Regions from separate parts of the Macaca mulatta genome. Here region 2 is linked to region 1. A link is a contact called in public Hi-C data. All regions are on one chromosome and are shown on one strand. Each heading gives the region's core, a stretch centred on a gene start, on an enhancer-like site or on the middle of the called end of the contact. The rest is flanking DNA. Distances are from core to core; before and after follow the strand shown. Region 1 has its middle 130 kb from the start of ARNTL. Region 2 overlaps MICAL2 (microtubule associated monooxygenase, calponin and LIM domain containing 2).

The links. Hi-C and Micro-C count contacts between places; a contact is called where the count stands out from the background.
Region 2: a contact with region 1 is called in a Hi-C map of fetal cortex germinal zone, with 2.9 times the contacts expected there. The contact joins two enhancer-like sites. A contact is called at or near these places in 2 of 14 Hi-C or Micro-C datasets (fetal cortex germinal zone and fetal cortical plate).

The regions. Positions count from the first base shown.
Region 1 is chr14:52,250,354-52,256,001 of T2T-MMU8v2.0, reverse strand. No RefSeq gene overlaps it. Among named protein-coding and RNA genes, the nearest start is that of ARNTL, 130 kb to the right of the region's middle. Within about 2 kb of position 4,306, at least 7 of the 40 cell types and tissues checked have an H3K27ac peak or open chromatin away from gene starts, as enhancers often do. A contact at or near this core is called in fetal cortex germinal zone, where this site is marked.
Region 2 is chr14:53,129,841-53,134,876 of T2T-MMU8v2.0, reverse strand. The region is part of intron 27 of MICAL2 (microtubule associated monooxygenase, calponin and LIM domain containing 2); the gene reads left to right. Among named protein-coding and RNA genes, the nearest start is that of PARVA, 42 kb to the right of the region's middle. Within about 2 kb of position 2,301, at least 4 of the 40 cell types and tissues checked have an H3K27ac peak or open chromatin away from gene starts, as enhancers often do. A contact at or near this core is called in fetal cortex germinal zone, where this site is marked.

The sequences.
Region 1 (5,648 bases), core at 3,057-5,556:
TTGTTGGTTCAAGCGATTCTCATGCCTCAGCCTCCCAAGCAGCTGGGATTATGGGTGTGCAGCACTACACTTTGCTAATTTTTGTATTTTTTAGTAGAGATGGGGCTTTGCCATGTTGGCCAGTTTGATCTCCAACACCTGACCTCAAGTGATCTGCCCACCTTGGCTTCCCAAAGTGCTGGGATTATAGGCATGAGCTGCCATGCCTGACCAATGGTGTCATTTTAAAACAGCATATGAAGCATATATTTTGCCACAGATTCACCCAACATTTATAAGCCAACATCTTTGGCTTATAATAGAGATTCCATTGCTCCAACATAATGGAGGTTCCATTGCTGGAATCTCCCAGCAATGTCTCAGCAACTGTAAGGGTCTTAGACTTAGCAACTTGAGGTGCTACTTTATAAGATGCCTGTAAACCCCATCAAAAAGTGGGCAAAGGATGTGAACAGGCACTTTTCAAAAGAAGATATTTATGCAGCCAACAAACACATGAAAAAATGCTCATCATCACTGGTCATCAGAGAAATGCAAGTCAAAACCACAATGAGATACCATCTCACACCAGTTACAATGGCGATCATTAAAAAGTCAGGAAACAACAGGTGCTGGAGAGGATGTGGAGAATTAGGAATGCTTTTACACTGTTGGTGGGAGTGTAAGCTAGTTCAACCATGTGGAAGACAGTGTGGTGATTCCTCAAGGATCTAGAACTAGAAATACCATCTGACCTAGCAATCCCATTACTGGGTATATACCCAAAGGATTATAAATCATGCTACTATGAAGACACATGCACACGTATGTTTATTGCAGCACTGTTCACAATAGCAAAGACTTGGAACCAACCCAAATGCCCATCAATGATAGACTGGATGAAGAACATGTGGCACATATACACCACAGAATACTATGCAGCCATAAAAAAGGATGCATTCATGTCCTTTGTAGGGACACGGATGAAGGTGGAAACCGTCATTCTGAGCAAACGATCCCAATGACAGAAAACCAAACACTGCACGTTCTCACTCATAGGTGGGAATCGAACAATGAGAACACATGGACACAGGGCGGGGAACATCACACATCAGGGCCTGTCATGGGGAGGGGGGATGGGGGAGGGAGAGCATTAGGAGAAATGCCTAATATAAATTATGAATTAAAGGGGGAAGCAAACTAACACGGCACATGTATACGTATGTAACAAACCTGCACGTTGTGCCCGTGCACCCTAGAACTTAAAGTATAATAAAATAAATAAATAAATAAAAGGAAAAAAAAGATGCCTGTAAAGTAGTAATGATTATATGTGAAATATTGAACATCTGCTTCTGTTAGCTTTTATATCATTACATTTTAATTTCAGTATTCCTTCAAATAAATCTTTTTTGGTTTTATATGTAAGTCCCACTTAAGTTTTGACGGATTTATTGCTTCATTACATGGTACATTTCTATAAACGAAAACAACATGTTTTTAAGTACTTCATCATCAATTCAGGCTACAAACCTGTACTCAGCATATGACGTATCATATTTCCGAGTAAAACTAGTATGAATGTGTTTGATCTTCAGTTTTTCAGAACCACTCTCACTATTACCATTTGGTTTGTTACTGCCACATTCAGAAAAGTTGTATCATTTCATGATGCAATGGTCCAATAGAGCTTGTTTTGTCATCTGTGAATTAAAGTTAACAATAAATAGAACAACTTTTACTTCATAATTTAATTTAAGTTTTAAAACAGCCTTGATTAAAAATTAAAAGTCATAAAACTATTTTTACAACCTTACATTTTTCTCAGATTTTTATAAACTTTTGGATTATAGTTGATAGACCTTAAAATATCACATGTTATTAATGTGGTCCTATTACACTAGTCATGTGATTTCTCACATTCCCTGTTCTACAAAACCAGTCCACGGATGGGCATTATGCACTTGGGTTTGCAGCAATGCCAAAGTGCTATAAAAGTTTCTAAATGCTGACTGACAATTTTTTTTGAGACGGAGTCCCACTCTGTCGCCCAGGCTGGAGTGCAGTGGCACGATATTGGCTCACTGCAACCTCTGCCTCCTGGGTTCAAGCGATTCTTCTGCCTCAGCCTCCTGAGTAGCTGGGACTACAGGCGGGTGCTACCACATCTGGCTAATTTTTTGTATTTTTAGTAGAGATGGAGTTTCCCCATATTGGCCAGACTGGTCTTGAACTCCTGACCTCGTGATCCACCTGCCTTGGCCTCCCAAAGTGCTGGGATTACAGACATGAGCCACTGAGCCTGGCTGACAATTTTTTCACTTAGCATATCACAGACAGATAAATAATTCATTATCCCACATGTGTAGCAGTGGTTTATACATCAAGACTTCATTAAAATCCTCTTTAATCATCTCTACCTCTCTTCCAAAAGTGCAACTCCATCATCTTCTTTATCCCATAACCTATTCCTCTGATATGTGTTCCTTCTGGGCAAACCCAACTACCTGCTTAGTAAACTATTCCTTTTATCTTCAGCCATTCATAACGTCTTCTACTCCCCCGAAGTCAGCAGAGCAAAAATCTCTTCCCCTGGACTTGCTGTTTTTAGAGTATATATACGTGTATGTGTACATGTGTGTGTGTGTTGTGGGAGGGAGGTGGTTGAGTGTGTGTGTGCATGTGTGTGTGCTGTGGGAGGGAGGTGGTTGTGTGTGTGTGTGCATGTGTGTGTATGTTGTGAGTGGGAGGTGGTTGAGTGTGTGTGTGCGTGTGTGTGTTTTGTGGGAGGGAGGTGGTTGTGTGTGTGTGTGCGTGTGTGTGTGTTGTGGGAGGAAGATGGCTGTGTGTGTGCATGTGTGTGTGTGTGTTGTGGGAGGGAGGTGGTTGTGTGTGTCTGCATGTGTATGTGTGTTGTGCAAGGGAAGTGGTTTGTGTGTGTGCATGTGTGTTGTGGGAGGGAGGTGGTTGAGTGTGTGTGTGCATGGGTGTGTGTGTGTCGTGGGAGGGAGGTGGTTGAGTGTGTATGTGTGCATGTGTGTGTATGTGTTGTGGGAGGGAGGTGATCACATGGTTTGAAGACTGCAATAGAATTGTAAATACAAATATTTATAATTTAGTGTTTTGTTCTTGTAACAACAGTATATGATAGGGCAAAATTGAAAACTGAGAACGCACTAGAAAATAGGTAAATAAGAATATAACTTGCAGGAACAGTACTCAGGTATTAAAATAAATTAAAAGTACCTGGTAACAACTACAGTGATTGCCTTTGAGTGGGGATCTTTCTACTTTGCCTACATATTTATTTTTTAAAAAACAATGAGTACATAGTTCTTTTATATTTTTAAAACTTTTTAAATATAAGATGATTTAAAAGAACATAATTCAATACACATTTTTCAGTGTTTGCCATGTTCTGTGGTCTCTACCAAGGAAATCATAGACTAACAAAACTGTATCACTTACATTTTGCAAAGGATGATACCAATGATTTTCAAAAAGCCCATTATAGAACTTAAGAAAAACACTGTCAGGATTCAAATAGAAAAGTGAGCCAAAGATATAATCATACATACATTTAAAAAAGAAAAATGTTGAAGTCCACAGATAGGTAATCTTCAGTAAGCAAAAAATTCTAGGTAAAGCAACTTAGACCATTTTTTTATCTCTAAATTATCGAAAATGTCAAGCAGTGATAAATAACAATGCTGTGGAGATTCAGTGAGGCTGGTTCCCCCAAAGACTGCAGATGGCAGTGTAAACTGGAACAAATGTTTACATTTCAGGAGGTTTCCAGAGTTCCACAAATATTTGTTAAATGTCCATTCATTCTTTCATGGTGGAATGGAATTCACACTCAGCCCGATCCACCGCTAATTTAGAGGTAACCTGATTGCCAGTTAGCTGCAAGTTGATTTTCTGTATTCCATAATGCTTCTAGTCACACACTTCATACTGTTTTGAAATGATGCAATTTGAAACGATGTCAGGAAAATTCCGCATCTTTCATTTCCTCTACCTATCAGAAAATCTATGACAGGTATAGAGGTGGTCAGAAACCTGCCAAAAATGCTCCACCATTATCTGGGGGACCAGGCATGTACATGGTGATGAAAGTTGTCAATTAAACATTGCCCAATATCCTTCTCTGGAATTCTTGCCTAACAGGAAACCCCCAGTTTCTGCGAAGAAATTAAAAGTAGCGATAGAGGCATCTTTCAGCCAAAACATTTAAGAAAGTCATTTATGCAATTCTCACTACCCTCTTGGAAGTCAAAATGAAAGACAATGTGTTTTATACATAACTTTGTAAAGTCTGCCCTCTATCGTTCCTCATAGTAAATGCAGCCAGCATCCACCAATGTATTCTATGTTTCAGATGACATGAGATCCTAAATATTTTTGTCTACAATTTACCGGGCACCTTCAATATGCCAGGTAACAAGTAGATGTATACATGTTTGTTCCAAGTTTAATACTTACTGCAGCTCCATGAGGCAAGTAAAGTGCCCTTATTCCTATTTCACATCTAAGGACACACGCTCAGGGAAGCTAAGTAACTGTGTCGAGGACACACAGCTGATAAGTCAAAGCTCCTGGATTGTAACCTGCTCTGTCCAGTGATAAAGCTCATATAGTCTTTATTCTATGCCACATTGGCTCCAATGTGCTTCTATTCTGACACTTTAAAATGTGGACATAGCCATATATTTATTGACACCCATTATCATTTCAGAAAGCCACACAGACATCAAGTCAAACATAAAATTTGTCGGAACACATATGAAAGAAAAGACAACCCTTCAAATATACTAACTCAAGGAAGCCTTCAGACTTTGTAAACGTGCTTTTTTCTTGCATAGAATTCTTCCTAGTTAAATGGGCATTCAGGCCACAGCATCTCAGTGATCTTGGTAAGATGCATCTCAGAGCCGTGCCATTTCTGGATATCGTCTGGCTTCATGAGGTATGAATGTTTAAACACTGGCTACTGGTATTGCAATAGGAATTCAGCAAAGCTCTGTTGAAATCTTCAGCTGAACCACTTAAACCAAGCAAACAAGTCACCTCCAGGCAGTGTGTTCCCAGCACCTATCAGATTGTCAGAGAACTGGAGGAGTGTGACAGAACAATTTCCAGGGTCATTGGTCTACATGTGAGGCAGGGGACTAATCATTTGACTGATACGCTCATGCTAGTGGGAAACCAGTGAGTTCCCTACATGAGTCGCTTCCAAACACCCTTAGCTGCCAAAGGATAGTGGGTTTGGTCTCCTCAAAATGGAGGACGTGAAAGAAGGGCAAGGGCAGCTTCTATAAGATTCAAGAATGCCGAAGTTCCCATATGGCGTCAGTTCAAATAGCAGGGGCGTGGGTTAAGTATGTCTTTCTTCACCTAGTAAATGAAGACATTTTCTCATCTTGGGGACTTAGTTGCTATGTATTTGAAACATTTCACCATAGAAACAATGTTAGGTCCAGCCAATCCATAAAATTCATGCCATTCTTCACTCATCTATCTAAACAATCATGTTGTGATGATGGAAGTAAATGTAAAAATATTTCTGGGGAAAACCCACTCCAGATTCCAACCTAGACCTTAGGAGCATGTAGTCTCCTAAGGAACCAGGAGATTCTTTAGTGTCATAGGCTCCTCCCCCACCCCCA
Region 2 (5,036 bases), core at 1,052-3,551, 880 kb before region 1:
GGCTTAAATCTACATTTTCAGAAATCTTCCAGTAGGTGTGTGGCTCATGAATTGGGGGGCCCTAAGAGTTTGTTGGGGGTATTGTCTCTTTAATTTTATAATGTGATGTCTTCAGCCTTCAGCATTTGGGATATAAAAGGTGAAAAACCAAGCACTGAAATAATGTGCAATAATATAAATAACAGGTTACTTGTTACTTAACAAGTGAAACATTAGGATTTCAATTCTTTAAAAGTCCAGTTATGTCACAGCGATGACACTAGCAGGTGCAGACCCAGATTTCCTGAGGCCTGGAGTTCGTGCAAAGTCACGTGTGTAAAATTGTGAGGGCTGCTTCCAGAACCTTGCAAAGACCCATCCAAGTGAGGGATCCTGGGGTTTCGGTTTCATTAACTGCATGGTTAATTTAGGACTAGATTTCAGGGAAATGCTAGAGTCAGACTTTACCTCTTCTGTGCCTCAGTTTTCTTGTTGGTAAATTGGGAGTGATAATAATAGTTACTTGTATTTGTGGTGAGGATTAGCTAAAATAATTTATGTAATATTCATAGACCAGTGTCTGGCTTGGAGCAGATGATTAACCAATACCTGTTTGCTTTTTCACTAAAATGCGCTGGATTTCCTTGCAAAGATGACCCAAATTTGCTCATTAGAAGTAGGCTTATTACAGGCTGGGCACGGTAGATGCCTGTAATTCCAGCACTTTGGGAGGCCGAGACGGGCGGATCACGAGGTCAGGAGATCGAGACCATCCTGGCTAACATGGTGAAACCCCGTCTCTACTAAAAATACAAAAAATTAGCTGGGCATGGTGGCGGGCGCCTGTAGTCCCAGCTAACTCAGGAGGCTGAGGCAGGAGAATGGCGTGAACCCGGGAGGCAGAGCTTGCAGTGAGCTGAGATCGCACCAGTGCACTCCAGCCCAGGCAACAGAGCGAGACTCCGTCTCCGGAAAAAAAAAAAAAAAGTAGGCTTCTTACAAATATAAAGAGTTTCTTGCTGCCTGGACTGAGAGTCACTGTCCATCTCTACAGCTGCTGTGGGGCTTTCGGTAGAATGAACTGCCCTTGTTTGGTGGTTTGGTCATATTCCCAGTCCAGAAGGCTCTGGTTCTCGTCTTTGAGAATCTGCTGATCTCAGTGAGAGTGTTAGAAAGGAAAAGGAAAAACCAGAAAAGCCAGAGTATGCTTCAGTTTGCCGCCAGCAACATACGCCAAGAAGCGGCATGGTGGAAAGTGGGGAGCTGTGGGTGCCAACAAGTCCTGTGTTCAAATTCTGTTCCACTCCACTTAGGCTGAATAGTCCTGGGAAAATCACTTAACCTCTCTGGCCCTAGATTTCTTATCTGAAAAATGAAGATACTAATCTCCATATTACCAGGTCATTTTGAGAATTAGGGGTGTTGATAGGCAAAGTCTCTGCCAGAGTATTGACTACGTTGTAGGCATTCAGTAAACACTACTCACATCATTTTACAAAATATTACTAAGTATCCACACACATCTTCTTTTAAAGAATTGTCTAATTTTTACTGCTTGAAATTTAAATGAGAGAAACCAAAATTGTAAAGCATCTTCTGAAAATCTTCCTCATCCCCAAATATGAAAAAAAAAAAAAGAAAAGAAAAGAAAAGAGAGAGCTATTTTGAGTTATAGCAAAAGAAATCTGGCCAGCTTGTGATGTTTCAGAGGTGTGCCAAGCCAGCCAGAAGATGGATTCCATTCATTCCCTTTATATCCTTGGTAATTTAATTCCCCTGTTAAGTTTATGGGCCTTTTTCCCTTGATTGTCCTTGTGTGGGTGATAGATGCAGATCAACAAGGGGTTGGAGACTAAAAGAGTCAAGTCACGGAGAGTGGCCTCAAAACCAATTCGAAGTTTTGCAAACCAGGCACCAAAATTAATATACTCTAACTTGTAATAACATTTGTGCAATAATAATATTCCTTGGTGGTTTAGTATTCTATTCAGTCCCTCTAAGAGATTGCCCTGTTGCTTAATGAATGACCAATGCTTATTAGGTTAAGTTGTATTTGAGCTGGCCTGTGCTGCTCCGGTTCAAGTGATTTAATGGGAATTATTTAATAGGTATTATTAGGATAATTAGAAAATGATCACAGTTAGGCAATAATATTGAGCTATAAAGGTTGTGAATAACCAAATTTAGAGACAGACCTGAAAACATGAGTAGTCTGCGACAGTTATGCAAGGCTCCTCTGATAATTATGTAGGCTGCCTGAAAGGGGCTTTTGTTCTGGGAGTTATTCATTAGGCGGGCATTGAATTAGAGGAACATGCGGGGGTGCGGGATGGAGGGCAATGATGGCTGATGAGCAAAATGAGGCTTTGATGAGCTCCTCATTGTCGTGACAACAATTCCTGCTTTCTTTTTTCCCAGCAGTCAGAAATAAGCTCTCCCGCCCCCGGGAAGGGTTTTTCCCCATTTTGTCAAGGAAAGGGAAACAAAAGAAAACAAAAATCTAACAATCCACCCCAGATGACAAATCGTTATGTTTTGCAGGACGTGGTGGAGTGAGTGTGTGTGTGTGTGTGTGTGTGTGTGTCTGTGAGATGTCTTTGACAGAGGGAAGAAAGTCCCCTCTTGGTCCTAGCTGGCCAGGTGAAGGACCAGGATATGCAGTAACCTGATTCCTGGGGGCCCTACCATCTTCTGGAAAGAGGCCAAGCCCAGCTCTGCAGCCACTTAGACTCTTGTTGGTTGAGGCACTGTTTGTTACCTGCTGGCTTGTTGCTTGTCAATATGATGATCAGTGTTACCTACTAGGGCCATGGAATACCACAATCTAGCAAGAGACCACCATTCAAATTTAAGTGGTCTGGATACACAACCTGGGCTTTCCTTCAATACCTGGAATCTGATGAAAACTGAGTAACTTCGAAGGAGAAAGGATTTCTCCCCAGGGGAGGCGAATAAGAATAATTATTCCCTTATAACTTTACCAGCTTTGGGGAAGATTTACCAGCTAGTTGTCTGCATGGAACTTCTCGCCTTTTTTGGAGCCAGATGGTTTCTACTTCCTGGAGATTGAGGGGTTTACCAAGGAAAATTAGGATGTGCAAGGTGCCAGCAGGTGGCAGCAGGAGCACACATTTTGTGAGAAATGCCAGCAAAAGCCTCACCAGAACCAGGGAAGTAGTTGGGCTTAGACTCCATGGTTTTCGCTGCTGCTGAGGACCTGAGGAATAAAAGTTCCTGGAGAATGTACAGTGAGGTGTCCTGGACAGAGCACAGGCATTAGAGTCAGACCCTCCTGAGTCTGAATCCCAATGTAGTCCTTATACAATTATTTACTTTTCTGCCAGATTTTCTCATCTGTAAAATTGAATGAATAATACCAACCTCACAGGGGTGATATGAAGAAAAGATTAAGTGAAATAATGTTAGTAAAGCACCCAAAAAAGGACCTGAAATACAAATAGGTATTCAAAAATATTTCTTCTCTTTTCTTTTATATCCCTGTTATTATAAAACACAGCTGGATGGTCAATGACTTCTCAAATTGTATTTATTTGTTCATCCATCCACATTCATTTATAACTATACTCCCTAAAAGAGATTTAAGCTGGTTTCTATAAATATTTGTAATACATGAATTTTGCATGCCTGGTCCAAACAAGGATCTCCATGAGGACTTGTTGTTATCACTCCCACACCCCCGCCACCACCGCCCCCCCCCAAAAAAAAATAGCAATGCAATAAAAGCTGTTCAACAAAGATAGCAGACTATGGGTTTTGAGGCATGCCTCTCTGACACTCTGCCACAATTTGGGAATGGGTTTTAGGAAATAGATATTCTTTAGGTTTCCTTCCATAACTATTTGTTCTCAAAAGGTACTGGAAGGCAGTGGGTTAAAGGTTGTACCCTTTCATCCATCATTAGACATGGCTGGTTACTGTGTATTCATAAATCAGCAGAGCAGGGGAAGGGTTGAGATCTTCTGTGATTCTAAAGGAGTCTCTCTAAATACAGGTAGCCATGAACACAGAAACACAGATAATATTATTTTGTCACATAATATAGTGGGATATTGTCAGAAAAGAACACCAACCTTATAGATAATGGCTAGGAGTAATAAGACTTCAAAGTGGATGATTAAGCATGCAAGGAATTTGGGTTGTTTGCCACAATGTTATAGGTGCAGAAAGTAAACAACAAAATTCAGTACATCAGAGCAAGAGAGTTTATTATTCACAGCATAGCAAACAGCAGGAGCATCAGCACGGAAGCCCAAGTTGCCCTGTCCCCAGGTCCCATGGTGTGACATGATGAGCCCAGATAGCAAGCCCAGATGGCACCTGTGCATGCAGTGAGTTGTCCCATAGCTAGGGAGCCCCAGCAAAAGGACTCAGCAGCTTTTATAGCAAGCAGTAAATGAGCCATTTCCCCTTTCCCAGGAAGCAAGTAGTTGTGCAGTAGTCACACGGTAGTATCCTGACCCACTTCTCGGAATTCTCTACCTGATTAGTTAGAGGAATGGCTCAGGTTCAGAGGATGGTAGGGCCTTGCAGTTTGGCTCACTCAGCAAAGATGTACAGGAACACTCCTAGTCTATGGAAGACTGGCTCACTCAACAAATACCGACAGTCCACTTGCTATGTATTCGCCTCTGTTTCCAGCTTCACTGGCCACTCAGTAGGAAGTCCATGGCCTCATTGCAAGCCAAATATTGAACAAACTAATAAGAGACTAAAGCTGACCCTCTTAAGTTGTTTTTTAAAAACAAGACAGAAGACAGAAATAAAGAAGAAATGGAAAGGGCAGATGCAACCACAGATACAGCAAAGATTCAAAAAGATAAAAGAATATAATGAACACTTAATCCCATTAATTTTTAAATCTGGCAATCTAAGGGTGATTTTACAACTACCATATTGAAAAATTAAAGAGGAAAATCTTATGGTCTTTTCAATAGAAGAAGGAAAATCATTTGACACAATTTAACATCCATTTGCTAAAAACTTTTAGCAAAAACAAAAAAAAAAACACGATGGAGCAGAATAGAACTTTCTTAATT